Linked DNA regions of Mus musculus: regions 1, 3, 4, 5 and 6 are each linked to region 2. Evidence: chromatin contacts called from public Hi-C, HiChIP or PLAC-seq and promoter capture Hi-C data. All regions are on one chromosome and are shown on one strand. Each heading gives the region's core, a stretch centred on a gene start, on an enhancer-like site or on the middle of the called end of the contact. The rest is flanking DNA. Distances are from core to core; before and after follow the strand shown.

Evidence for each region. Promoter capture Hi-C pulls out the DNA fragments that hold promoters and counts their contacts. Hi-C and Micro-C count contacts between places; a contact is called where the count stands out from the background. HiChIP or PLAC-seq counts read pairs in DNA pulled down with a chosen protein or histone mark. Capture Hi-C pulls out chosen DNA fragments and counts their contacts.
Region 1: a contact with region 2 is called in an H3K27ac HiChIP or PLAC-seq map of heart atrium, with 9 times the contacts expected there. The contact joins the enhancer-like site here to the promoter of Dtd2 in region 2. A contact is called at or near these places in 9 of 39 promoter capture datasets (3T3-L1-derived adipocytes, cranial neural crest, embryonic stem cells and 4 more), 1 of 15 datasets of contacts at CTCF or cohesin (the NIH/3T3 cell line), 2 of 484 Hi-C or Micro-C datasets (bone marrow-derived macrophages and embryonic stem cells), 16 of 115 datasets of contacts at active chromatin or transcription factors (the NIH/3T3 cell line, the SCID.adh cell line, acute myeloid leukemia and 10 more) and 1 of 9 other capture datasets (adipose tissue).
Region 3: a contact with region 2 is called in a promoter capture Hi-C map of the HPC-7 cell line, with 3 times the contacts expected there. The contact joins the enhancer-like site here to the promoter of Dtd2 in region 2. A contact is called at or near these places in 2 of 39 promoter capture datasets (the C10 cell line and the HPC-7 cell line), 3 of 484 Hi-C or Micro-C datasets (the C10 cell line, cortical neurons and pre-B cells), 2 of 115 datasets of contacts at active chromatin or transcription factors (the 230-238 cell line and large pre-B cells) and 1 of 9 other capture datasets (adipose tissue).
Region 4: a contact with region 2 is called in a promoter capture Hi-C map of liver, with 2.9 times the contacts expected there. The contact joins the promoter of G2e3 here to the promoter of Dtd2 in region 2. A contact is called at or near these places in 2 of 39 promoter capture datasets (the C10 cell line and pre-B cells), 3 of 115 datasets of contacts at active chromatin or transcription factors (the 230-238 cell line, large pre-B cells and memory CD8 T cells) and 2 of 9 other capture datasets (adipose tissue and liver).
Region 5: a contact with region 2 is called in an H3K4me3 HiChIP or PLAC-seq map of embryonic basal ganglia, with 3 times the contacts expected there. The contact joins the enhancer-like site here to the promoter of Dtd2 in region 2. A contact is called at or near these places in 10 of 39 promoter capture datasets (the C10 cell line, cranial neural crest, embryonic stem cells and 6 more), 1 of 15 datasets of contacts at CTCF or cohesin (the NIH/3T3 cell line), 13 of 115 datasets of contacts at active chromatin or transcription factors (bone marrow-derived macrophages, craniofacial prominence, embryonic basal ganglia and 9 more) and 1 of 9 other capture datasets (pancreatic islet).
Region 6: a contact with region 2 is called in a Hi-C map of uterus, with 2.4 times the contacts expected there. The contact joins the enhancer-like site here to the promoter of Dtd2 in region 2. A contact is called at or near these places in 11 of 39 promoter capture datasets (the 3T3-L1 cell line, the C10 cell line, the HPC-7 cell line and 6 more), 30 of 484 Hi-C or Micro-C datasets (the 3T3-L1 cell line, the AML12 cell line, CD8 T cells and 24 more), 19 of 115 datasets of contacts at active chromatin or transcription factors (the 230-238 cell line, the NIH/3T3 cell line, bone marrow-derived macrophages and 12 more) and 1 of 9 other capture datasets (adipose tissue).

Annotation. Positions count from the first base shown.
Region 1 is chr12:52,877,437-52,881,747 of GRCm38.p6, forward strand. It overlaps Akap6 (A kinase (PRKA) anchor protein 6), which reads left to right. Exons shown (of 14, transcript NM_198111.2): 3 at 3,203-3,454. Among named protein-coding and RNA genes, the nearest start is that of Gm51971, 81 kb to the left of the region's middle. Within about 2 kb of position 2,100, at least 14 of the 459 cell types and tissues checked have an H3K27ac peak or open chromatin away from gene starts, as enhancers often do. A contact at or near this core is called in heart atrium, where this site is marked.
Region 2 is chr12:52,004,055-52,008,524 of GRCm38.p6, forward strand. Dtd2 (D-tyrosyl-tRNA deacylase 2) reads right to left here and starts at 2,453. Exons shown (of 3, transcript NM_029545.3): 1 at 2,321-2,453; 2 at 825-894. The coding sequence starts at 2,431.
Region 3 is chr12:51,435,506-51,440,017 of GRCm38.p6, forward strand. It overlaps Scfd1 (Sec1 family domain containing 1), which reads left to right. Exons shown (of 25, transcript NM_029825.3): 20 at 3,778-3,831. Among named protein-coding and RNA genes, the nearest start is that of Gm40422, 27 kb to the left of the region's middle. Within about 2 kb of position 3,001, at least 6 of the 459 cell types and tissues checked have an H3K27ac peak or open chromatin away from gene starts, as enhancers often do. A contact at or near this core is called in the HPC-7 cell line, where this site is marked.
Region 4 is chr12:51,346,557-51,350,713 of GRCm38.p6, forward strand. It overlaps G2e3 (G2/M-phase specific E3 ubiquitin ligase), which reads left to right and starts at 1,674. Exons shown (of 15, transcript NM_001015099.2): 1 at 1,674-1,888.
Region 5 is chr12:52,668,284-52,672,872 of GRCm38.p6, forward strand. No RefSeq gene overlaps it. Among named protein-coding and RNA genes, the nearest start is that of Akap6, 29 kb to the right of the region's middle. Within about 2 kb of position 3,303, at least 53 of the 459 cell types and tissues checked have an H3K27ac peak or open chromatin away from gene starts, as enhancers often do. A contact at or near this core is called in embryonic basal ganglia and neural tube, where this site is marked.
Region 6 is chr12:52,817,125-52,821,752 of GRCm38.p6, forward strand. All of the region lies in intron 2 of Akap6 (A kinase (PRKA) anchor protein 6), which reads left to right. It overlaps Gm51971 (a long non-coding RNA gene), which reads left to right. Exons shown (of 2, transcript XR_003950181.1): 1 at 1-1,467. Among named protein-coding and RNA genes, the nearest start is that of Gm51971, 21 kb to the left of the region's middle. Within about 2 kb of position 1,692, at least 106 of the 459 cell types and tissues checked have an H3K27ac peak or open chromatin away from gene starts, as enhancers often do. A contact at or near this core is called in the NIH/3T3 cell line, adipose tissue, beige adipocytes and 7 more, where this site is marked.

The sequences.
Region 1 (4,311 bases), core at 850-3,349, 870 kb after region 2:
AAACTTCTTATTCTGGAGCAAGAGTGGGGTTTGGACTTTTCTAAAAGTGAGTTATGAGTTACGAAGTGTGATACGTGTGCTGACATTAGTGCTCTCATGAAGGGAGGAGGGTTGCGGAAGCCAGGATGCCCTCTTCTTTTCTTACCTAATTTGGACTTGGTCAGATCTGTCACAGGACTGGTGCATTATTGGTGCACTGTATCAGAAACTATAGACAGACATGTCTGTGTGTCTCTGTCAGAATTCACTCAGTAATAGCAAATTGGCTACACCATTTCATTGGCTGAAATTTGCCAAGTAGTCCTCGTTTTTTTGGATAGCTGGCCATTGGCAAGCATAGGCTCTTTTGTCACAATCTTAATTACAGATACTCACTTTTAGATCACATGGTTTATGTGACATAGTATAAACCCAAGTGTAGTTGCAAAATGCCTACAAAGAGCTTGCAGAAGCTGCAACAGAGTTCAAGTCCTCCGGAGGAGGAAGGCAGAGGAAGAAAGTAGGAGGAGTCATGAAAAGAGTCACTGTGCAGGCAGATGTGGGGCAACCACAAAGGCAAGCCAGCATTGCAGCGTTAAGCCAGGCCTCTGGATCAAGTCAAGGTGTGGTACAGGCTGCCAGACAAGACAAGATGAAGTACATGCATCCCACAGAGGTGCTGCCATGAAACCAAAAAAACAGATGGGCTGATGGTGGCCCTTTGAGTTGGTCATCAGCAGTAGGGAAGGAGCTAAACTGAAGCCCTGGGTGCTCAGGAGGCTGTCGGCCCTTTCGTGCTCACAGTGAGGAGTCAGAAAACAGGTCAGTGGAGACCAAAGCCACAGCAGTGTTAGGAGCTCCTCTGTAGGGGCTACAGAGAAAGGTGGTGTAATCTTCGTTAGTCTGTTTTGTTTGATATGATTTTAATACACCTACGTACTGTTATGATCCCAGTATACATTGCTAAAGTTTATAGTTGGTATCTTCTTGCTTTTAGGAGTTGGCCTGTGCTTTGTGGGACACGCTGGATGGGCGGCATGGTGTTCATGTGCACAAGGTGCAGAGTCATCCTGCGTTTTCACTCAGAACAGAGCCAAATGTTGATTGCACATTGGAGTCACCTAGGGCAAAGCACAGTCTAAAAGTGCTATTTTACATAGTTTTGGAGTAATAGAGCGGGATATCAGCATGATGGGTGTTCTTTCAATGATTATAATGGTATTGTAATGAAACCAAAATCCTTTGGCATGTGTCTTAGTCAGGATTTGTATTCCTGCACAAAACATCATGACCAAGAAGCAAGTTGGGGAGAAAAGGGTTTATTCAGCTTCCACTTCCACATTGCTGCTCATCACCAAAGGAAGTCAGGACTGGAACTCACACAGGGCAGGAACCTGAAGCAGAGGCCAGGGAAGATGTTACTTACTGGATTGCTTCCCCTGGCTTGCTCAGCTTGCTTTCTTATAGAAGTCAGGACTACCAGCCCAGGGATGGCACCACCCACCATGGGCCTTCCTACCTTTGATGACTAATTGAGAAAATGCCTTACAGCTGGATCTCATGGAGGTATTTCCTCAAGGAAGGCTCTTTTCTCTGTGATAACTCTAGCTGTGTCAAGTTGACACACTAAATCAGCCAGTACAGTATGTCAACACGGTTGCTTGTCTGGATTAGAGATCCCCTCAGCAGGTGATAACGGGACAGTAGGCAAGTGTTCATTGGCACCCATTTAACTTTACATAGATAATCAACAGTACTTGAGATGACAATGGTGGGACATTGATAAGACAATAATTGTATTGTCTAGACTGGTAACAAAGTCATTTTCTCTTCTAGATATTTGAAGTGTTCTGCATCTGTAGGCTCAAGGAGACAGAGAGAGGCTAATATATAAAAACCAGGAGTATGAGAGTTTGGGAACACTGTCAAGAGAGGGGCTGGAATGTTAGCCACAGATGCTGGGCTAGGAGAGAAGTGGAGGAGGGGCCAGAGCTTGGGGGTGTGGAAGAATATCTGAAATGGGAATAAAAAAATCTGGAAAAAGAGGAGGCGGTGGCCTGAGAGACCTACTGATGTTGCACAGATGGCGTGATGACAGGGTTGAGAACAGAGCCGTGGCAGAGAGACGCGTCAAAGGAATAGGCTGGAGGCCTAGATGTTACAAAATAAAGGGAGTCTGAGGTGCGTCAGCATGGACGTGAGCATGACTTAAGATGGGGGTATGTTTGGTATGGAGTGGGGAAAACATGAACCAGACACATCTGTCAGTGTACCGTGGCTTAAGTTCTTTTGAAAAATTCAACTGGAATTCAACACATACATGAAATCAGAAGGTTATCTTCGTGGCGTAGAAAGCTATGACACTGATAGCAGTGCTCAGAACTCAAATGTTTCTCTGAAAGCTTTCCCTTAATTAGGCTCCCCAATTTTAATAATCAGTGATAGAACAAAGCCTGACGGACAGAACACTTGTATGACACATATCTACTATTTTGATTAACAACTTCTTAAACGATCATTCATGGGCTTCATGTGTCTGTCCTGACAGCCACGGACACCGAGAACTTGTGAATCAACTGTCACATCAGATATAGAATCTGCGCTCCTAATGTGTGAGGGTGACTGACATTTTGAGTTAGTGATTTTCTTTTTTTTTTTTTTTTAAAGATTTTTGGTTCTTTTTTCGCCTTTGCATCTCAGAAGTAATTCTGCTTGACATCGAGGGTTGGAAATTTAGATTCTCACTGTGATTTTGAGTATTAAATAGTGTCGATTGGAGAGTGACCATTGCCCCTTACTCTGACAGTTCCATAGCTCATTTAGAATGGCCGGGGATTCCTGTGAAATACATTCTAGCCTTTCTCAGTCCTAGACTAATGTGTCTATGCTGAAATGTGTGCTCAGTATAGCTTACCGCTGTCAGATAGAGCAGCCGGTCCTTCTCTAGAACCCAAACGAATGAAAAACAAGAGTCAGAATGGACCCCTCAGCTGAGCCTTTAGTTAGAATACCTCAAGGAAGAGGAACATTTTTGTGTGTGTAAACGGGCCAGTATTCAGGACTATGGCTGCAACGCTGTAATAGAACAAACGAGGCCAGATGTCTAAAACGTGCTGTGGCTGCCCTTGTGCTTGGCGAGTGACCTTTCGTAACCCTTCCTCCCCAGCATAAAGCTAAGGTGCCCCGACATGTGTTCTCACACACTTGCTTTCCTTCGCTGCAGGATATTTGCGAGGATATTTCCGACCACGTGGAGCAGATCCATGCCCTCCTTGAGACGGAGTTCTCCCTGAAGCTGCTGTCCTACTCGGTCAATGTCATCGTAGACATCCACGCAGTGCAGCTGCTCTGGCACCAGCTCCGCGTATCCGTGCTGGTCCTCCGGGAGCGCATCCTACAAGGTCTGCAGGACGCCAATGGCAACTACACCAGGCAGACTGACATTCTGCAAGCATTCTCTGAAGAAACAACAGAGGTGAGTGGCCTTTGGCAGCAAGTCATGCTTTGTCAGGTGTTTCCATTCAAAGATGGAAACTAAAATTTCAGTTTAGAGATGAGAGGGTGAGGTTTGTGTAGGGAAGTAAGCAGGTCTTTATCTAGGATCTCGGCGGAGTGAGTAAAAGCTAAACGCTTGTTGTATGAAGCAGGCTTTTGACATAAGTTTGTATAGATGTCATCCATGGATGTTAGCACTTCCTGATTTCGTGTCTCTTCCTCAATCATTTAAAACACAGTTGTTTAATACTATGTTCAGGTACTAGGAATATGATCAAACCCGCATTTCTATAGGGTGGAGGGCAGAAAGACGGCTTGCTCAGCAATTAAGAGCACTGAGTGCTCTTCCAGAGGGAGGTTAAATTTCCAACCCTCTCATGGGAGCTGACGACTACCTGGAACCCCAGTGCCTGGACCCCTCTTCTGGCCCCAGTGGGTACCAGCTAAGCATGTAGTGTGCAGACATCCACACAGGCAAAACACTCATACACATAAATTACCCACTACCTTTGAAAACCCATCATTTCATTGTGAGGAGATTTAAATCTAGTAGGGGATAGAAAGAAATGAAGAGATGCTAAGGCCAAACTCTGATAAGTCTTCAAAATGTAGTAGGATGTCAGGAAAAGAAACCATGGGCTGATAATATGGTATTTGTCTTCTTGGTTCTATAGCTCTTTATACTTAGTTCAATTCTTTGTTATTACTTTTTTTGGGAACTCATGTTCTTCAAATTTATAAAGCTCTTGTATGTGTGAGATTAAGAAGCTTCTAAACAAGTGTTGAAGAATTCATTAATTTATTAGTGTTCCAATGACTGTTTAACTATCAGCACTG
Region 2 (4,470 bases), core at 1,203-3,702:
TCACAGTAAGCAGCGTTAGTAACACAGTGGCACAGTTTGGGCTCATGCTTCTTGGGGCTGCACAGTCGGCTCAGCACTGAAGCTGCTGCTGCTCCTCCAGGGGACCTAGGTTCAATTCCCAGTGGCCACAGGGCAGCTCACAACTCTGTAACTCCCGTTCCAGGGGATCTTATGTCCATTGCTGGCCTTTGAGGGCATCAAGCATGTATGTGGTAAAAGAAAAGAAAGAACAAACCACCCACCCCATGTTCCTTGAGCTGGGCCTGCAATCCAAGGTAATCCAGAGGCTGTAGCATAAAGACTGCACACCCAATACCTTTTTGGGACACAGAAGGAATTGAAGGTCACTTGTGGTCAAGATTTTAAGATTTTTTTGTTTAAATTAAAAAACTTATTAGTTTACAAAGATGATTACAGCATCTATTTTCATTCAACATGTTTTTGTTTGGAGTTTAGTTGCTAAAAAGAGCTTAGGATACAGTGCAGTGGTGGAGCACTTTCCCATCATGCTCTAGGCCCTGGCTTCAATGCATAGCACTATAGCGCTACAGCAAAACAAAGAGGAAAAAGTAACAATAAATTATGCTTCTTGGCTGAGGTTGTAGGTCAGTGTAGAGCACTTGCTTAACATGTACAAGGTCAACCCCAAGCCCTTAAAAACAAAACAAAATCCCACCGAGACCAACGCAGTGTGGTTTTGGATATTTTGGTTCCGTTGCTCATGAGCAGTTCTTTCTTTGCTCCTTTACTTGTTCCACATCATAATGAGTTTCAGCATCCCACTCTCATGCCCCGCTCGCTGGGAGAGGGGAGAAAACACATACCCATTTTGGGGAGAAGGTCTGTGTCAGCTCCCTTGAAGAAACACACATAGATCACCAATCCTCTCCGAATCTGTGAGAAATGACCACAGGAATCTCAGGTTAGGAAGGAGTCTACAGAGACACAGCTCAGTGGGAAGCGCTCCACAGTGTCTACAAGCACTTGGGTTAAAAGCTAAGGAAATAAGGAGAGTCTTGAATTCTAAATAAATTATGAGAAACAAAATAATCCTTGCCAAGTCTTAAGCACCATGCTTATTTACAGTCAAAAGGGGTGAAGATTACAAACCATGCCTGCATTTATTTCTACTGAGCCAGCAGTTTTCAGACAGCCTCCCCCAAATTCTGCCAGGCCCACAGAAAGTTACAGGCTGATTTATTCAACATCAAATGATCCTCCTTTTCCCACATGGGGCTGTTGAATAAGCAACAGTGTTAGTAGTGTCCTCTGATGTTACTTTGTATTTTCCCCTAAGTCATTTAAACAGAGTGGTATTTCTACATGGGGTCTTGTCTTATTTTTACAAATTCCAGGAACTGTTCAGTTGCTTTTTCTGTTACCGTGGTCAATGCCTGAAGAAAACCCAATGATTGGGCTTTGAAAATTACATTTATGATAAGTTCTGTAGGAAAAGGTTGGTTGTTATCAGGAATATACACCTTCTCATTTTACATAATGACTTGAATATTTGTTTACTAGTTCCTGTAAGACAGTCTACAAGAAAATAAACAAGTGATAAATGACTTCGTTGCTACCACTGAGGGAATCGATTGTATGTTAATTTCCTTGGCTCACTTGATTCAGAAGCCACCACAAAGATTAAATGAATTAATAACTGCAAACTGCTTAAAACAGCGCTGAGCTCACAGTAAATACAACCCAGGTGTTTATCAAATGCTACATAAAAATAAATGGGAAGGCAGACACACAGTTATATTTCATGCTTTAACTTCCAAAGCTTTATACATGTTTGAGACTCAATTTAACTGTTAGCGACATTACGTTCAGCTATATCTTTCTGGTTCTAATGGTTTTCTGTGTAAATATAGCTAGCTCTGCACTCATACTTGAATTACCTGGGAAAAGATTTTTGTTTAACTATGTGCACTTGTGTGTCTGTGTACAACGGCAGGTGTCTGTCCCGCCTAGAGGAGGCCATCAGATCCGACCGAGCTGGAGTTACAGGTGGTGGTGAGCAGCCCCGCATTGCGGGATAATGGAATCTAAGGATCTACTGGCGGTGAGATTCCCTGAAAATTCTGAGAAGCGAGATGGCTCACGCTGTTACCTCAACACTTAATATACTAAGGCAGAAAGATCATCCGCAGGCTGAGAGCTGCAGAGCGAACCAGTGGGGCACAGGCCACCACCAGACGCCAAGTCCAAAGAGACAGCTAGGCAGCCCACTAAAGTGGGCAGACGGAAAGGGACAAGCTCTTCATCTCACGAAAGATGACAGGAAGACCGGCACGGTTCCGCGGATAGGGCCGGGCGTTACCTCCACCCACTGCGCCGCGGCGTCTCCATCGGCCGGGCGCACTTGCAGGCGAGCGTGCAGGCACTGCTGCAGGAGCGCACGAGCCTGGGCCACACGACCACCGTCCGCCATGGCGCGGGTCCGCACTGCGCATGCTCGGGTAGGCGCCTCCCACTGCTCGTGGCCCCACCTAAGTGGGCGGGGCCTCCGCCTGGCTCTCCGGAGTCCCGGATGTGGAATTGACCAGCTTTGGAGCTTTGAAGCTTCAGTCTCTTGGAGGGTTTTTGTTTAGAGATCTCTGTCTCTCCTTCTCTCCCTCCTTCTTTAACCTAATCTCATCCTCGAATGCCTCGTTTTTAGTTTTGTTTTTGGAGGTAGGGTCTCATAGAGTCGGGGTTGGTCGCAATAACCACATAGCTGAGGCTGACCTTGAACTGAACTCCTTCTCCCAATTGCAGGAATTACATGTGTGCCCGCCCACAGCCCCACCCCACCCCATCCTGCTCTGCTACCTGCTTCATAGCTTTTGAAGAAATATTTTTCATTTCAGAAAGCTTAGGTTTCCAGGTATTGGAAAGAATGTAAGTCAGAGTTAAATCCATTCTATATTTATTATAAAGACATAACTAGAATGAGATCAATTGATCTCAAAGCAGGCAGAGAGGGAACTTAACCTGTGGGTGGGGGACAGATGCAACTATAGAAGGGAGCACCTAAGATGTGGGACCCCGATTTAGAGCATTTCTCCCTGGAAGGTAAAGCCCCTGGGACGTTCCCCAAGCTTGTTTTCCCTGATCTCTAAAAATACAGCCAGAAAGAAGCTCTTTGTTCACTATAGCCAGCAAAAAGCCTTTTTGTTTCTATACTTTACAACCAGAGATGCCTGCCTTCCTGTGCCGAGGACACGGGAGATAAAAATTCAGAAAGAACTCACTCCTCACTCCTGCCTTGTAAATTTCACCAAGGACACCTGGAAGAGAAGAACTCTCCTCCCAACTCCTTCCAACTCCTCCCAACTCTTCTCAACTCCTCCCAACTCTTCTCAACTCCTCCCAACTCTCCTCCCAACTCCTCCCAATTCCTCAGCTAGCTGTTAAAAGCCCCCTACTGTCACTGCTCAGGGTCAAACTCCCCTGCCCTGCATGGCAGAGGGACTTTGTCCTCAGCTAACTGATAATAAAACCTCTTGCAGTTTGCATCAGGTGTGGTTTTCTCTCGGGTCACTGGGGTGCTGGCCAGCTCATCCCGGGACTTGAGTGGCGGCCCAGCTTCGGTGTCTTACAAAGACTATTGGGAAACACAGAGATTTACATTTTATTTATAACAGTAGCAAAATTACAGTGATAAAGTAGCAATGAAAATCATTTTATAGCTGGGCAGTGGTGGCACACACCTTTGATCCCAGCACTCCAGAGGCAGAGGCAGGCGGATTTCTGAGTTCGAGACCAGTCTGGTCTACAGAGTGAGTTCCAGGACAGCCAGGGATATACAGAGAAACCCTGTCTCAACCCCCTCCCCCCCCCAAAAAAAGGTCATTTTATGGTTGGGGGTTATGACAACCTGAGGAACTGGGTTGCAGCTTTAGCAAAGCTTAGAAACACTGAATTAAAAGTTAGAAATCTTTCAAAATATATCTTGCCCACAGTCTTAGGGTTTTACTGTTATGAACAGACACTGTGACCAAGGCAAGTATTATAAAGGACAACATTTGATTGGGGCTGGCTTACAGGTTCAGAGGTTTGGTCCAGTATCATCAAGATGGGAGTATGGCAGCATCTAGGCAGGCATGGTGCAGGCAGAGCTGAGAGTTCTACATCTTCATCTGAAGGCTGCTAGTGGAAGACTAACTCCCAGGCAGCTGGGATGAGGATCTTAAGCCCACACCCACAGTGACACACCTACTCCAACAAGGTCACACCTCCTAATGGTGCTACTCCCTGGGCCGAGCATACCCAAACCACCACATCCACTCAAAGCAGTGCTGACTCCTATATCAGAAATGCTACAAATCATTCCATAGTTGTGGAAGGGTGTTTATAAGCTATGTGAATGCATTTTTTGGGGGGCAACCAATTACTTTTAAAAATTATTTTAACTTTTCATTTATACACATTTTAATTCAAATGTAGTTATATCACTTTCCTTCCCCAACCCCTCCCAAGTCTCTTCCC
Region 3 (4,512 bases), core at 1,751-4,250, 570 kb before region 2:
GAACCATAGTATTAGCAAGGAGGTTGTGTGGATACAGCTTTCAATGTCAGTTTTTCCAGATGAGTATTCATCTCTGATTACTCCAACCCACACTGTAAATTCCTAGCATTAAGAATGTACTTAAGAGTCAAAGGGTATGGACATTTGTAGTTATTCTAATAAATATTGCCAAATTGTTCTCCAGTGTAAAGTCTCTCTAGTCTAGAAATGCATATTAAACTCATAGAAGCCATTGTGACATTGTACTGTCCTGATACCCAAATATCTAGGGGCACTCGCACTATGGAGTTCTAGGGAAATTCGGGAAGAATCATCAAAAAGACCGAGCAGATACAAACATAGGATCCTGTAGTTTATACTGCTCACATCTATAAAGGATTGTTTGGCTTTTTAATTTTTTAAATTTACATTCGGGGACATACGTGGAATTGGCTCTCTCTTTCCACCTTTATCTGGATTCCAGGAGTGGAACTCGGGTCACTAAGCACCTTTTCTTGCTTGAGGCTTTTCATTGGCACTATTAAGATTAACTAATTGGACAAGAATTAAACTAGTCAGTAAATTAAAAAAGGATAGAATTAGCAGTGTTCAGTTCTCTAGGTTACTTATAAGAGCCTTTGTATTTTGTTTTATGGGCAGCATGAGTTTTCTGCATCTTAAGTATCAACCTTCACATAGCCAGTTGAGTGATATTTACAGACTTGAATCAATTCGTGTAAGCATAATTATACAAAAATATGATTATGATAAAAGCATGAAGTTGCATAATTTAGAAATCCCCACTGTCTTTGACTCATCTACGAGAGCAATTTGTCTTTAAAAAAAGAAATTATTAATAAATAAAATACAACCAATTAAAACCAATTAAGTTGTCCTGGAAGACAAACTTGATTGCCATGTGTGATCTCTATTTAGGATTATTATTTGTAAGAAAACTAAAAATAATGTGCAACAGAAAATTTGAACTCTGAATATTATATAATAACCATTTCACAGTATAAATAGACATCATTGCACTATATTGTACATTAACAGCCTAAATGTCAAGCATACGTTAGTAAAATGAGCAGGAGTGGAGATAATTTGTTGATGGGTTTCCTTCTAAAGCCCAGTTACATTTGGGAGATCTACTGAAATATCTGTGGTCTGTCTAGTAATGACTATCTAAGGGGCTTGTTTGAACACTTTAGGGCTATAGGGAGGGCTGAAAGATTTGTGTCAGTTTGCAGCTTCTGGTGAAATTAGGTGTGGAGGGATAGATGTGGGCCCATGTAATCCTACTCTGTTGATTTTGATTGGAGGCATTTTTACACTGTGATTGAAAAGGAAAGTCCCTTAAGATTTTATAGCTTCCTCATCTATAATATGAGCATTGGAAACATTGTTATTTATCCCTTAGCCTCTGTGAGTTTCCATCTTTCCTCTCCAACACACTGACTGGGACAGCAGAACCTGCTTCCATTCCTGCTCCCTGCATCAGCATCAGAGCATCTTCCCACGGTCTACAAAGGGGAAGTTAGAGATGGTCACCATAGAGCAGCCAGCCACCTCCGGGGAAAACCTTCTCTGCTGCGGTTATGCAATATTAGTATCTAGGTTTTAATATTGTGCATATTTTGGTTTTTGTGCTAAGAATTACATCATTAGAGAGGTTAACTTGGGTTTTTTTCTAAACCTTACAGTGACTAAACTCATAAAACTAGTCTTAGGAAATAGTTCCTAATATATAGTTTTTATTTTTCCTTCTGGTAAATTTCTCTCCGTTTAGAAACAGATTTTTAAAATGATGAATCATAATTTATGATTTATTGTCTATGGGACTCTGCATCTTAAATCTATGTAGTGTTTTCTGCCAAGCATGCCTAGCCTAGGCCTTCTAGGCCTTTAATCCTAGCACTGGGAGCCAGAGACAAGTGGATTTCTATTTCCAGGCCACCCAAAAACCTTCCATCCATAGCAAGTACCAGGCCAGCTAGGGCTACATCGTGAAATCCTGCCTCGAGAACAAAGCAAAATATAAATATACGGTGTTTTCCATTTTATTTCTAAAAACCTGTGTCTAAGTATAGAGAGAATTGTGCTTAGACTGTTTTCATCTAATTTTGTCTGTCCTTCCCTGGGCGAGTTTTATAAACTGTGACAGTAGTTCTCTGCAGGGAGACTGATGCATTCTACTTGCTGTGGTCCACATGGCTGCAGTCCAAATTTTCCTTTTCTGTGATCAAGTCTCCCTGGTTGCCCTGGAAATCACCATGGAGACCAGGCTGGCCTGAAACTCACAGAGATCTGCCTGCCTCTGTCCCCTCAGTGCTGGGTTAAAAGTGTGCACCACCACACCCAGCCATTCAAATTCTTCATTCAGTAAAAGTTTGTCCTGGCTTAGTTCAGCCGTTATTTAACACAACCCAGAGCCTTAGGGAGTCTCAGTTGAGAGGCTGTCAACTCTCAGTTGAGAGATTGATCTGTGGCCATATTGGTGAGAAATTAATTATCTTGATTCTTTATTCATGTGGGAGGGCCAGACCCACTGTGGGTAGAACTGTCCATGTGTGGCCTATGCGATAGCTGAGGGTGAACCTGTGAGCAAGCCAGCAAACAGCATTCCTCCATGGGTTCTGCCTTCTCTAGATGAGCTATGACCTGGAAGTGTAAGCCAAAGAAACTCTCTTCCCCTGGTTCTTTTTGGTCAGAGTATTTATCCCAGCAACAGAGAGGAAACTACAACAGAGTTTACTTACCTTCTATGAAGAGATTTAGTGTATAATTAATTTTCCCCCTTTGGTTATTTAGATGGCACTCACTCTGTAGCCCAGGCTGGCCACTAACTCATGGTAGTCCTCCTGCCTTAGCTTACAGAGTGCTAGGATTACAGTGATAAGCCAAAACTCCTTACTTCTTTTTTAAATTATTGACCCAAGCTTTCATTTACACAAAGAACACCTTAGTGGAGTGTCAGTTGGTGACACATATCCATTGTTTTTATAAGCACCGTGCCTTCTATCTTCAAAGATGTGTTTCCTTCCTCATTCTGTACAGCTGGAGGCTTCCCTTAGTCTTAAAACCATCTGTAAACATTGACTGAAGGATGAGGCAGAGGTAGTTGATTCTTTTTATCAGGTTATAGAGACCATGGAAAATATAAGAAAGAATTGCGAGACCTTGAACAATTTTGCTAGGAAGACAGTTTCCTCTGCTTATCACATACTTGTTGGCAAACGTGTCATCATTTGTAGTATGGCTATCAAATACAGAACAAGATTTAATTATACCCGTCCTGAACGTCTCTTACGGTACACAAAGATTCATCATAAACAGTTTAAATGCCTACATTTCTACTCATTCTCAGAGTCAAACACTTTGTTCTTTCCTGGTTTATGACGTATATTTCTCCATACTCTTTCTGTACTGCACAGCTCTAGCTGTGCACTCAGATTCAGAAGGTGAGTGGGGCCTGGGTGGAAAGCCAGAAGGGAACAGAAAGTCTCATCTCTGTAGTGTTTCCTTGCCCTGGAAATGCTTTGAATTTTGCTGTATTTATTATTGTGTCCGTGTTTGAGTATTGGCATGGGAGTGCCTCAGGGTGTGTATGGAGGTCAAAGGATTAGAATAGCTTTTACACAGAATGGTATCTTCAGTGAGAAGCTGGGTACTAAGGTTTTACCTCTGACATGCTAACTGTGCACATAAACTTAGCATTTGTTTGATTGAAACGTATTCACATATATAGAGTGAGCAAGTTGTTATTCTAGTATTTAACAACACTAATGTCTTCCACAGAATCTACCTGTTACTCGGATTTTAGACAATCTCATGGAGATGAAGTCAAACCCTGTAAGTAGCATCTACAGTATATAAATTCTTGGTTGTACCAGACCAATGGATACAAAGGTGATAAATCCAGGCTGACTCAGTGTTGTTGAACACAATGTGTGAGAGTAGCAAAGAGTCCATGTTCTCAGTGGCATCTTGTAGACAGCAGCACAGAATTGTGATTCAAGCATTCTGATTAGTAGTCATCTGAATTAAATTTATACTAAATCTTACATGTTTAATGTTAATACATCCTGAAGAACACATTTCTATAAATAAAAAGAAATGTTGACCATCAATAATGTGAGAGAAACAGACCAATTTAAGGAAATTAAATTAGGAGAAAAGTACATAGTAAAACTTGTGACTATTTCAGATGGCACTAAATCCCCTTGGGCCAAACAAGTAAATAACAAAGTTATTGGCAAATAGTTGGTCAAGCTGTCTATCCATTGGCTGCTCCCAGCAGTGACTTAGAAAGCCGTCACCATGGTTCATCACTGGCAGCCAAGGAGCTGGTTATATCATGTATCCGCCCATCGAAACTCTTACTTTAGGTCCATCTGAAGCCTGTAGACGTGGCAGTAGAGCTGAGGATTTCAGACCTGAAAAAAATGAAAATAATATTTAAACCAGTGTGACTCCTTCAGTAATTGTTAAAACATGGCTTATGGAAATTAGCAAAAACAATTTTTAAATTCA
Region 4 (4,157 bases), core at 424-2,923, 660 kb before region 2:
TCAACTGAACTACACTGCCTACCCCAGAATATTTAACTTTTTTTGAAGGTCAGCTTGAGACTTTCAGTTCCCGAGAAAGATAAAACTTACTGGAGAGAAAGTGCAACGGATTGTAAAATACATAGGAACATTTATTTAGTTTCTGCCTTCAATATATATTTAACAGGTACATAATATTAATGTGGAAAATTAAGTAGTAAAACAAAAGAAGGGCAAAATATGTGGCTATATCATTCTCTTTTCCTGTTTGTTTTGCTTTTTCGAGACACGGTTTCTCTGTATAGCCCTGGCTGTACTGGAACTCACTCTGTAGACCAGGCTGGCCTCGAACTCAGAAATCCGCCTGCCTCTGCCTCCCAAGCGCTGGGATTAAAGGCATGTGCCACCACTGCCCTGCGACTACATCATTCTTAATTTTTGTTTTTATTTTATTTTATGTGTTCGGGTATTTTGCCTGCGTGTATGCACATCTTGTGTGCTCAGTACCTGAGGAGACCGGATTCCCTGAAACTCAAGTTCCAGGTTGTGAACCATCATGTGGGTGCTGTAATTGAATCCAGGACCAATGGAAACGCAGCCACTGCTCTTTGCTGCTGGTCCTTGTCTCCAGACCTTCAATTACTGTTGAACGAATGTAAACAACCTAGCCAACTAAGATACATTCACACATTCATTTACCCTGCCTGTTTCTGTATTTAGAATATATTCCATTCCTAACACAAATTTGGCAGTATCAAATAGTCTTAATCTGAATATTCAGCTGTTTATAACGTTAAAAAAAATTCCTCCCCCTTTTGCCCTCCCTATTTACCAATCACACTGCCAGATTTGATTAATTAGTACAGTTTGCTCTCCCATCCTGAAACTTTGTATTGCCACAGGCACACACATACATACTTCAAGAGAAGGGCATTACATAGTCCTTCTAAAGTTGGCTTCTTAGTATTTCAAAATCTTATCTTTGAACGCTTTCAGTATCAGCATACAAAATCCAATAGCTGAGGAGTCATACTTTATTGTTAAACATCATTTCCCACTGTTAAAAAACGTTACATCGGTTAAAAATTACAATCTACCTTCGTGTTAGGTATCTAGATTCTAGAAATCCAGCAAATCTTTCAAGTTGTGTTTTGAAAGGCGCTGAGGAAGCGCCGCTAGGATAAATCAAGTGCGAATCCGTTCTATCAGGTGTTAGTTGACCCGCTATTAATCCTAGCTCTAATGCTTACAGTTCTGATCTTTCAGATATCTGCCTAAAAGATCTAAATGCTTGTGGAAGTCTCTTAAACCCCCTCAAATGTAATCCTTTCAGAAACTCCAGACATCTCTGGGATTAAAATTTTCATTCTGGCCCTCGCTGAAGAAAACCGACCTCCCAGAGCCAAGCGAGGAACTTTTAGGACAATAGGGAAGTGTGATGCAAAAGAATTCCTTGCGGGAGAGGGCCGGGAGAATTCGCCTTCGCGCGCCTTCTCATTAGCATGGGCAAGCCTCCTCCCAGCGTGTGGCCTGTTGGGGGGTGACTGGTGCGCTCCGCACGCCTCCGCGGACGTGCAGGACCGGGAGTTGTTTTCCTGGCCGGGTCCGCGCAGCCACCCCTGCGCGCACGCCCGAACTTCATTCCCACCCCCACCCCGAAAGCCAAGGCGCAGACGCAGCCTCCCTGCGTCCACTTCCCCGGGGAGGGGCCGAGCAGCCGTGGGTTCCGGGTCGCAAACGGAAGTGGACGACGAATTTGAATTGTGCGAGCCGTTGGATGGGGCTGAGCGGGTTGGGCGTACGGCAGCGCTGCGGTCGACGTGAGCGGTAACGCGGCGAGCCTGGGACTTGTGCCCCGCGCCTGGTGAAGACGTGCCCGGGGACAGACGGAGGTGTCACGGGCGGCCGGGTAGGTGTGAGCGGTAGGGGGCTTCTCCACGCGCTGGACGTCCGCGCCCTGCCGCTGTCGAGCCCCGAGCTGCTCTTTATTAATTAAAGAGGGAAGGGGGGAGGGCTTCACGGAGGGGTGCCCGTTGTGGCTCCCAGTTGCTCTTGAGACCGGTCCCTCACCGCAGAGAAATGACAGCCTTGAAATGCCTCGAGGGGATTTAAGCTGAAATCCGAGTATCCTTTGTGTTTAAAACCGGGGTATTTTTCTTTCACACCTTGACACTTCTTGTGTACCGCAAAAATCCGAGCCCTATTGCTCATTTAAACTGGCTACAGTAGCAGCGGTGGCTCACAGATGTTAAGTTTGCTAACAATGGGGATAGGGTCTAGTGTCACCCCCAACCCCCACCCGTTCCGTCCCGTCCCCGCTTTTCACCCTCTTCATTCATTTGGTGATTGTTATTATCGAGTTATTTTAGAGGGACTCAGTGCCTCAGGAATTGAGTTTTCTTCGGGCGTTTTTGCTTGTTTGTTTTTTTGTTGTTTTTGTTGTTCATCTTTTATGATGAACTGGACTCTCACAAACCCCGACAAAAAGCCACACTTTTTTGAATAGCTGAGATGTACACGGTAAACATAAACTTTCTTTTGAAACAAGTTATATACTTTGCCTTATTAAAAACTGACAGGTTGCTTGTGTGTTTTGTAGAAAAAAGGTAACATCCTTTTAAGGTTTTACCAACTGGGTGACGGTGTCGTTAAAAATGCTTAAACATTTTAAAGTGGTACTTAGTAACATCCGAAGTAAGACCATTTCTTCATCCTCTTTCATGCCTGCTAATGAATGCTGTTTTCGATATTCAAGTAGGAAAAAAATTAAAAAGGAAGATCATTGAAAGTGTTTTCAATGAGTCTGCCACAAAGCTATTGGCTGGCCTTTCTCAAACAGTGCAGTCAGATCTGCTAGCTTCCTAAATGGTACCAGCAAGTAACCTGTTGTAGATTTTCTGTATCCTAATGTGCCTTTTGTTTGTTTGTTTGGTTGGTTGTGTTTTGTTGTTGTTTACCCACATCAGTAAATGTCACACTTCATTGTATGCATACTCCTTCCTATAAGGGCTCCCAAGCTGATGGCCTGTACTCAAACATCAGAGATTTTAACTTTCTAGAGGATGGACTTGGATAATGCCTTTTAACTGAAAAGTTAGACTAGTCTACCAGAGGTTTCAAAACATGGACTTCCTAGAACAACCTGGTAATATATTAGTTAAAGACATACAACTAGAACCAGACTTCTTGCTTAGAATTCCCATCCCTAGGACCTCATAGCTGTGTGACCTTGACTAGGGAAGCTGTTTAGCCTCTCTGATTAAAGTCTCTTAGGTAATGGGGATAAAGACTTCCTTGTGTGATTATTGTGGGAATTCTAGGAACTATTACATGTATGAGAACAAGATGCCAAAAATATAGCTACTAACCATGATGTAACTATAGCATGCATTTCCTTTTTTTTCCCCCTTTTTTCTTTTTTTCTTTTCAGTTTTTCGAGACAGGGTTTCACTGTGTAGCCCTGGCTGTCCTGGAACTCACGCTGTAGACCAGGCTGGCCTCGAACTCAGAAATCCGCCTGCCTCTGCCTCCCGAGTGCTGGGATTAAAGGCGTGCGCCACCACCACCCGGCACAATGTCTTTTTTTTTTAATTATAATTATTATTTATTTAATGTATACGAGCACTCTGTAGCCTCCCAAGTGCTGGGATTAAGTGTGTGCGCTACCATGCCCAGCTCTGAGTTATGTTCTTTCTTTATGCATCCCAAATGTAAATCCTTTGTCAGATACATTCAGCAAATGTTTTTTCATTGCACATCTTTCCATTTTCTTAACTTGGAAAATTCTTCCTTTGTCAGGATCAAAACTAGTTTTTCTCTTAGAGCGTTAATGTTTTTGGTGTAGTTTTTCTGTATGGAAGTCGGTGTTTATTTTTTCCTCCCAAACAAAAAGTCAGTTTTTTCTATAGTATTTATTGGATAGATTGTCACTTCTGGAGTTTAATTACCATCCTTTCTTTGCTGGGTAGCCATTAGGCGGAGTGGGAGGGAATTCAGCTTACTGTTATATTATCCATCTATTAACACTCTAAATCACCTCTGGAACTCGGTTTAAAATAAAACAAAAGTTATGGTAGTATGTCTGGATCAAGAATTAGGGACCACCTCAGGGCCTCTCTGAAGTTACATCAGACTCTGTCACCAGAAGTCTTAGATGGCAGCTTGTGCTTATATCATAA
Region 5 (4,589 bases), core at 2,053-4,552, 670 kb after region 2:
TCTGACATAAGGACTCCACATACCATGTCTTCCCTCAACAACTTGTAAAGACTGGGAGTAGGGGCTGTTTTCTTTTGGGTACTCATAAAAGAAGTGAAGACTTTTTTCCTTATGCCTCCATAACTCTGTTTTACTTTCCAGATTTATATCACATGCTTAATCCTCACCCCACCACTGTCAGCCAATCAATAAGCAACCATGATTGGCTTGGGCTGTCTCTTGAGGGCAATGTAAGATAATACATTTACTGTGGAAGACAATATAGAGTTTCCTCAAAACACTGGAAATTGTATTTTGTAGTCTGCCCCAGCAGTCTTTCTACTGTGTCTCTAGTCAAAGGAATTAAGTTATGTGTGGAAGAGACACTGTACTTACCTGTTTATTGCAGCACATTAACAATAGCTAAGCTATGTAATCAATCTAGTTGCCTCTTAATGTGAATATCTAAAGAAAATATGACACACACATATGTGAATATGTTATGCATGCAGTGAAATATTGTTAGTCCATAAAAGAATGAAGTTATGTCAATACTAGACAAGGGATGGCACTCCAGTAAACAAGTCAGGTGCAGAAAAGTAATACTGTATGCACTCACTTATGGGTGAAAGCTTAAAAGTAGATCTCAAAGAAGTAGAGATTAGAATATGCTTACCAGAGCCCGAGGGGGAAGGTGTGGGGAGAGATGAATGGAGACAGGATTGAGTAACTTCTAATCTGCTTTTGCACAGTAAGACAACTACCGTTGAAAATAACAGAATATTTCAAAGTAGTTACTCGAGAGAATTGTGCTCTCAACGATAATAAACGTTTAAGGTTATTGGCATGCCAACTTCCCTGATCTCATGGTATTGTATACAGGTATTGAAGTGCTACATGACACCTCATAAATATGTATAATTACAATTATAAAATCATGAAAGGGGATCTGTCTTCTAGGGCTAAGGTAGGCACAGTCTCTCTTGAGGCCAATGGACCTCTGATAACAGAGTCATGTTACATAAATTGTATAAATTATCTTGTGGATATATTTTTATCTTCTGATACCCCACACTGTGGGGCACTGGTTATGATGTCATAAGCTAAGGGGAGGGATGTTTATTTTTATGTGTTCATGTGTGTGTGTGCACATGTGTGTACATGCATGTGGGTAGCAGAGGTTGGTATCGAGCGTCTTCCTCTGTTGCCCTGCAACTTATATTTGGAGACAGGGTCTTTAACTGAACCTGAAGCTCACTAGTTGGCAAGGCTAGCTGAGCTCTAGGGATCCTCCTGGCTGTCTCCCCAACACTAGAATTACAAGTATATTTCACCATGCCTGGCTTTTTCTATGTGTTCTGGGGATCCAAACTCAGGTATACATGTTGTACAACAGACACTTTACCAACTGAGACACCTCCACCGCCCCTTGGTTAATTTTTGTCTCCATCTGCTTCTCCATGTTTAAAAGGCATTGGTATATGAGATATTAAAGGGAAGAAAAGAATTGGTATCCTTTAAGTCTACGCTTGTTATATCAGTCAGGGGGTTGTCAGAGAAATATGTATATGCATCCTAGGGTGACTCCAAGGTCAATCCTTGTAACAAATTTCTCCATGTGCATACGTGTATGGATACACATCACATGAATATGTATAGGTAAGTCTAATGGGAGAAGATAGGTCACTGGGGACACAACTGTGATGGTTGTTAGGTGCCAGCCACTTTCTTTTTCTCTTTGATTCCCGGGTGCCATGATCTGAGCAGTGTTTCTCTGCTGTGCATTTTCACTTGCTGCATTGCCTTGTGCAGGCCTCAAAGCAAGCGGGCCAAGTAACCAGAGACTGAGGACCTGCAAAACTCGGAAAAAAAAAAAGAATTTTTAAAAAATTTGATTTGCCTCAGGTATTTTGTTACAGTAATGTAAAGCTTACTAACCCAAATCTATCAAGGACAGGCTAAATTTATTCAGCGTTTTGCTGTCTCTGATCTCTCTTTATGTCAGTTGACTCTTGCTTAGATTCCAGTTTCCTTAACCACATGTCTGAATTTTGAAACTTGTATAGGCAAGAATTTTTCTGATGGCTCTATTTAATGGTCATATCAGATAATTCAAGTAACTTGACCTTGATTTATTTTGGGAGCATATTTATAATTAATAAACACATAAAGTATAATTTAGAAATGCCCATTAAAATAGAACATAAATATCTACTAATATATAATCCCTTGATCTAGTTAATCCTTCTACCAGGAGCTGTATTTTGCTAAAATAGTTTGAGAAATATATAATGATATTAGTAAATACAAGATTGGTTAAATAAGCACACACTTAGAACAAACTGTTCTCTTTAGCTGTTAGAGTAAAGTATATTTATCAAGTAACAACAATAACTAGAACAAAACAAGTAGCAAAAGAGTATATAATAATTTTATCTTAAATATCTACATATATGTACAAATAGTCCATGTAAATATTTTTGAATGTCTAAAAGAGAGTTAAAACAACTGTCAAGAGAGATGTGTGTGTGTATGTGTGTGTGTATGTGTGTGTGTATGTGTGTGTGTGTGTGTGTGTGTGTGTGTATGTGTGTGTGTGTGTGTGTGTGTATGGGACACATTTTCTTTATTTGTTGTATTTTAAATGCCTTTCTCCCTTGATCACTAATTGAGAAGATGCCTTACAGTTGGATCTCATGGAGGCATTTCCTCAACTGAAGCTCCTTTCTCTGTGATAACTTCAGCTGTGTCAAGTTGACACAAAATTAGCCAGTACATCAAGTAACAACAATAACTAGAACAAAACAAGTAGCAAAAGAGTATATAATAATTTTATCTTAAATATCTACATATATGTACAAATAGTCCATGTAAATATTTTTGAATGTCTAAAAGTGAGTTAAAACAACTGTCAAGAGAGATGTATGTGTGTATGTATGTGTGTGTGTGTATGTGTGTGTGTGTATGGGACCCATTTTCTTTATCTGTTGTATTTTAAGTGTTTTGATTTTCAATAACTATAATATATCCCTTTTACAATAAAAATACTTAAATACTTGTTTCCATAAAATGTCTTGACTCCATCAAGATTTATCAGACAGCATGAGCAAGGGGGAACGTTGACTCTGAGCTCTGGGGAGGGCTGCTGAAGTCACACTGGTTATATTTTATCTAAAGAATGGTATCCTAACCAAACCATCAAGCCTAATTAAATATGGGAAATGTGTGGCTGGAGAGGCCGTCACACACATGCCTCTGGGGACTCATCCTTCCCACTCCCTCTGGATCTTTCCAGTGCATTAGCTAAGCAGCAGTTAGAAAGGCCTTTTCAGTCGCAGCTGCTGCCTTCTCATGTGTCCTTCTGATCAGCCCTTGGAGAACAGCAGGCTCTGAGCCTGACCGCCCTGCCAGTTGATTGCTTCCAAGCTGGCCCGCCCCCTCCTTGCACCCTCCCTGCCCCCTCCCGTCCCCGTCCCCCAGCCATTGTTCTTTGAGCAATCAATAGGAAACGGCTTTCTGCTCCAGGGTGGGCTGTATCAGGAGGGAGGCACTCACACCCTGGGTCCTTATTAGGGACAATCCCAGACCTGAGATCTTAGCTATCACCATAGCCAATGGCTTTATTTGGGTGAGAAACATGTTCTTTCTGGCATCCATTCTGTACTCCTGGGTGTTTGGATTATGAAAGAGAATTGTTTGCTGCTCTTCCTGTAAACCTGAAGCTCCCATCACCTACCCCTCACCCCTACATCCCACAGAAGTTGCTCCAGGAGATTCCCCAAATCGGAGACAGGACAAAGACATTATTCATGTAAAGGTGGCAGAGCAGAACAATTCAGGGCGGTTAATCACAGGAGGAACGCTGGGTTGAGTTCTGGTGTGGTGGCAGCTCTATGACAGCAGAGTCAGTGGTGGGAGATCGAACCACCCACAGAAGACAAGAAATCCTTCTGGAGAGGTCCCTCTTGGCTCCCAACACCAGAACTAGGCTCCCTCAGCTCATGTTACATCAGAGTTGGAACATGGCTGTTTTCTGCCGACTATACGAGTGGCCATCAATGGCCCTGATTCTCTTCCCCTACTTTTTACTCAGTGATTATACTGACATTGAAAGATGGGAGTGGGAAAACCAAGGTGGGCACTGGAAGACGCTTTTCTCTGTATTGAAGCTGAATCATCCAACTTTCTTTCCCGTCTAGTACATTTTTACTTTTATTATTTAATAACATTTTGCATACCTTTTTGTGTTGCTCAACTTCAATATTTTCTATATTATTACAAAGTCAGTTTTGTTTTTTGTTATTATAGAAGTGTGTGTGTGTGTATGTGTGTGTGTGTGTGTGTGTGTGTGTGTGTAGCTTATTCAAACAGGGAAGATTCTGTATTCCATGGTGATAAATTTTGCCATAAGACTTGCCTTTTTCAAGTCAAGGACCTTTCTGCACACAGCAGAGCTGCCTGGTACACGAGTACCTGTGTGCTTGCCTTCACAGGCACACAGTGGGCCTCACTTTTTATAGCCTCTGAAGTCCCCCATTGCACACATCTTCCTCGGTGCCGCCTGGTGACTGCACTGGTGAGTGGCATGTGAGCGGAGCTGACTCCTGCCC
Region 6 (4,628 bases), core at 442-2,941, 810 kb after region 2:
AACACTGTGTTCCTACATCAGCGTGTGTTCACACCGAGATCCCTGTACGCAGTACTGGTTGTCTCTAAGTCTTCCTCAGCATTAATGATAGTGCAGTTTTTAATGTTAGCACCTAAAACCTCATTTCCATATAACAAAGTACATCGGTACCAAATGTTTCCTCTTTCCTTAACTCTCCATGAAAGTTTTTGGTTTCCCGCTAAAAAGTGACATTGAGAAATTCCTTTATAGCTTTCTTGTCTTGGTTTGTTTTATTTTAGTAGGAATGATATAGTTTAAGGTAGGGAGATCGCACAGCAGGTAAGAGAGCTTAGCTATACAAGTATTGAGGACTAAGTTCAGATTGCCAGAACCGTGTAAAAAGCTAACTATGCTCACACATGAACACCTGTCACCTCAGAGTCTATATGGCTGTCGGGTGTCATTAGGGCTTGCTGGCCCAGCCTAGCTCCAGGTCCATTGGGAGACCCCGCCTCGAGGGAATAAGGCAGAACATCACAGAGCAGAGCACCAGATATCCGTCCCTGGTTGTGCTCATGTAACTTCGCATGCACATGAGCATACACACACACACACACACACACACACACACACACACACACTCAAAATGGAATGATAAACTTGGACCAATGTAGTCAACTGGGCTGATAAAGCTCCTTGTGATGTGTTTGGGGAGGGTGTGAAGGCATGCGTGTGTGCACACGCCTGCATGGGCTTGTGGGAGGCTAATCTCAGGTGTCCTTACTCAGTTGCTGCACACCTTCAGACAGGTCTTTCCATTGGCTTCAGTCAGTACAGCCTCCTCAATTCTGGGATCACTAGCATGTACTGCCACACCCGCCACACCCGTGATTTTCTGTAGGCTCTGGGGATCGAACTCAAGACCTCCCGCTTCCAAGGCAAATGTTATACTGACTGAGCCATCTCTCCAGCTTATTTTTCCCTTCCTTTTCCTCTTGCCTCTTTCTTTTCCTTCCTTCCCTCACCCCTCTATACCATCCTGCCCCCTTTCTTACTTTTTCCCTAGATACTGAGGTTTGAATTTGGAGCCTTGTTCATGCCAGACAAGCGCTGAATTAACTGAGCGATGTGCCCAGCACCAGGAAGCTTCTCTGATTCCGGAATCTCTAATGAAGTATTACTATGTTTCATTTCTAATAACCCAAGCTGAGAAAACCACAAATGAAAAAAAAGAGAGAGCTTGATTATTATCTTTTTTCTCAGCTGTCTAACAATCTGGCAATGAAAACCTCATTTGACGGAGAAAGGCTTCCTATCTGCAAACAGATCAGACTTGGGAAACACTGCAACAGACAACCCAGCCCCCACCCCATGCTTTGTGTAGGTCAAAAATTACGTTAACTGTTAGCTGGTTTGCACGATTCTCAAGACTCTCTTTTAGGCTGGCTGCTACATGAGAAAATACGGTGTGTTGTTGAGTTCTCCATTTTGATATACTCAAAGCTGGTAAGTAGAAAACACAAGCTTCCTACTTCCCACAAATCCATTCTGGGAGCTGAATAATTTATTACCCTCTCAGGAAAAAGGACCCTGCTGTCAGGGTTCCAGCTTCTACTTTCTGCTCCCTCCCATGATCCTCCTCTCTTCTTCATCTCCTGGGGAGCTGCAACAGAGGACGCTGCTTTCTTGGCATGCTCTTGTTTATTTGTGGGCGTGTGGACTGGTATCTAGGAAACTTTCCAAGGAGCACAGTCATGCACGGTATGGAAACCACATGCATACACCACACCCTGCTCCCCGCACAGCAGCGTCTCTGGAGAAGTTTCTGTTGACTAAATCTCTTCTGTATCTCCTGGCTGTCCTCTAGATGTGGTCCCGATTGCTTTTTGTTGTTCGTGGTGTTTGTGTTGATTTTTACATACTTTTCTGTTTATAAAGTAACACGTGAAATATCTATGTCTATCTCACCATCCTGTCCAGTAGGGTAGCGTCTGGTCACATGCGATTATTTAAATTTAAATTAATTAAAATGAACTTAAACTAACAAAAACTCAGTTACATGCTCAAACACAGTAAGGGTAGAGCGTGTCGGACTGGACTGGAAAGCCCAGAGAACGGCTTCTGCCCAGGGGAGGAGCCACACTGTAGAGCAGGCTAACTTACCTTCTCTCCATAGTTCTACTGTATCATACAGGGTCCTTTGCTCTTACTATAAGTGCTCCATTGTGTTCTACTGCTTGGATGGTCCTTAATTCACTTATCTACGGATAAATATATAGATTGCTTCTATTTTCCCTGTTTTGAAAACAATTTGACTCTTTTTTTTGCATATTTGCCTTCGTATACTTATCTAAATGTTGAAAATTGGAATTGGTCTACATTGTCCAATTTTGGTTCATATTTCCAAGCTACCCTTTAGCAACTGTATCAAATGACTGTAATTCCTTTGGCCTGCTGTGAGTCACTGAACTTTGCCATTTAAACTAGAGCCATTAGAATACTTACCCTGTCCCTTACTGGGTAATCACGAGATACAAGTAATATAAACATACTAATACTTTAAAAATAAAACATCAAGGCCATGTATGGTATTTATATTAATTTGTATGATAGTTGTAAGGACAGGGGTGGGAACCACGAATATGTTGTTATCTAGTTTAACACAAAAGAAAGAATAGTTGTGGAGATCGGGGTAAGATTGCGGCCCAGGAGATTTCCTTATGGGGTAGAGCCTGTGGCTCCAGAATCATTGTGATTGTAGGCATAGGCATTTGCTAATAGGAAGGCAGAACTCTCCAAGGACACTGAGAGAAGTGAGGTGACTTTGGTTTTGGTGTTAGAATGGAGAGAATGAGATGACAGACCATCCAACTATTCTGTTCTTTCTATACACAACACAAGACTCCAGAGACATGAAATGAACTAGTGGGGCTCATTCCTAGCAGGTGGTGGAACCCAATACCCCGACTTCTTACTGTCTAGTCGGGGTCTCCTTTAGGGTCCCCCTCCCACCACCCCACCCCCATTTTGAAGGGTACAGTCAGGAGATGATTTTACTGTCTTGAACGTGAAAGTCATGCTGGTGTTGGGTAACTGACATTTACTTAGTCTATTCTTGAAACGAATACTTAATGAAGGCTAGCGAGGCACGTGGAAGTCGGACCTCACAATGCTGCTTACCAGTCACTTGAAACGGCAGCAGGAATCCTAGAACTGTCCATGCTGACTCTGGGGCCAAACGACAAATCGCATCTGCTCCTTACAAATGGCAGCCACGCCATGTCACCTTCCTTAGGAAGACGCTCTGTTTTTAGTTCACCTCGAATTTTAGTTCCCTTTAAAAATAGGAAATCAAATGACTAGGCAGCCTTAAGTTATGCAGGAGATTAGGAGTAGCCTGTAAAACCAGCCAGATGTCCAGGACCTCCAGGCTCTGTCTGAAATGGCCTCAGAATCCCTTCCAGGGAGGCTGTAACTGCTAGACTTCTTCATGGTCCCTCTTTTCATTGGAATGTTCAACTTTAAAATTACTTTCTATTTGTTCTGTAAGAATTTCACATATACACATAACATATTTGATATTTTCATTTCCTACTCTTCCCTTTACCTCCCTCCAGATAGATCTGTCCTCACTCCTCCCCCCACCCCAGCTTGTGTCTTTTTTTTTTTAAATAACTTTGGTCTAATTTGTGCTGCTCATATACTCATGCATGTGGGGCCTTCCACTGATGTGTGGTTGACCAGTCAGGCACCATAGCCTTAAAGAAAACTGAGTCTCTTACCCACAGAAGCCCTCATCTGTCAACAGTACCTCAGCTAGAGGTGGGGACCACACTCTGTACATCTCCAGGGGTTGACTTAACTGGAGGGGCAAAGGATGAAGAAATCACAAACACACAGACACGTAGGCAGAGAAAACCTGGGATGGGGTGGTCTGCGCTCTCTGATGGAGAAGCTGCAGCATCATGGGGGCTCAGCATGATTATTTATATAAGGGAGGCAGGCATTAAGTAGAGAGGCAGGGTGATTGCACATGGCTGAATAAGGAGGCAAGTTTGGCTAATCTTGGTAGGAACAGTTTCTGTAGTAGAGCAGTCGTAGGTCATAATCATGGGAGTGGGGAAGCTACAGGTGGGCATTGTCTGTATATATTATCAACAACCACACTGAGACCAGAGGGATGTTCTGCTATCTGGCTGAGCCTTGCCCAGGGAAGGCTTCGACACTTCCAAGGTTCCTTTGAGGCTCCTTGACACGGCTGTGGCCACGTCAACAATGTCAGATGGGGGACTGTGAGTCCTCCCGACTCTGTGCTGGACTGGCTTGATCTTGTGCAGGTCTTATGCAGGCAGTCTTTGCTACAGTGAGTTCATGAGTGCAACAGTCTGGTCATGTTCCGAAGACATGATTTCACTGCAGTCTTCCTTGACCGCTGGCTCTTTTCTACGTCCTTTCCACGGTTGGTCCCTGAGCCTTGAGGGAAGTTGGAGTATGATACAGATGTCCCACATGTGACTGAGCATGACACAGACATCTGTTCTTTACACCTTTACTAGCCGTGAATTGTTTTACAGGTCCACTAGCTGCTAGAAATTGATCTTCCAATCTCATTTATTCATTTATTTAGCATCCATATGTCCTAAATTATAGCTGAGCTCTTAACCCCG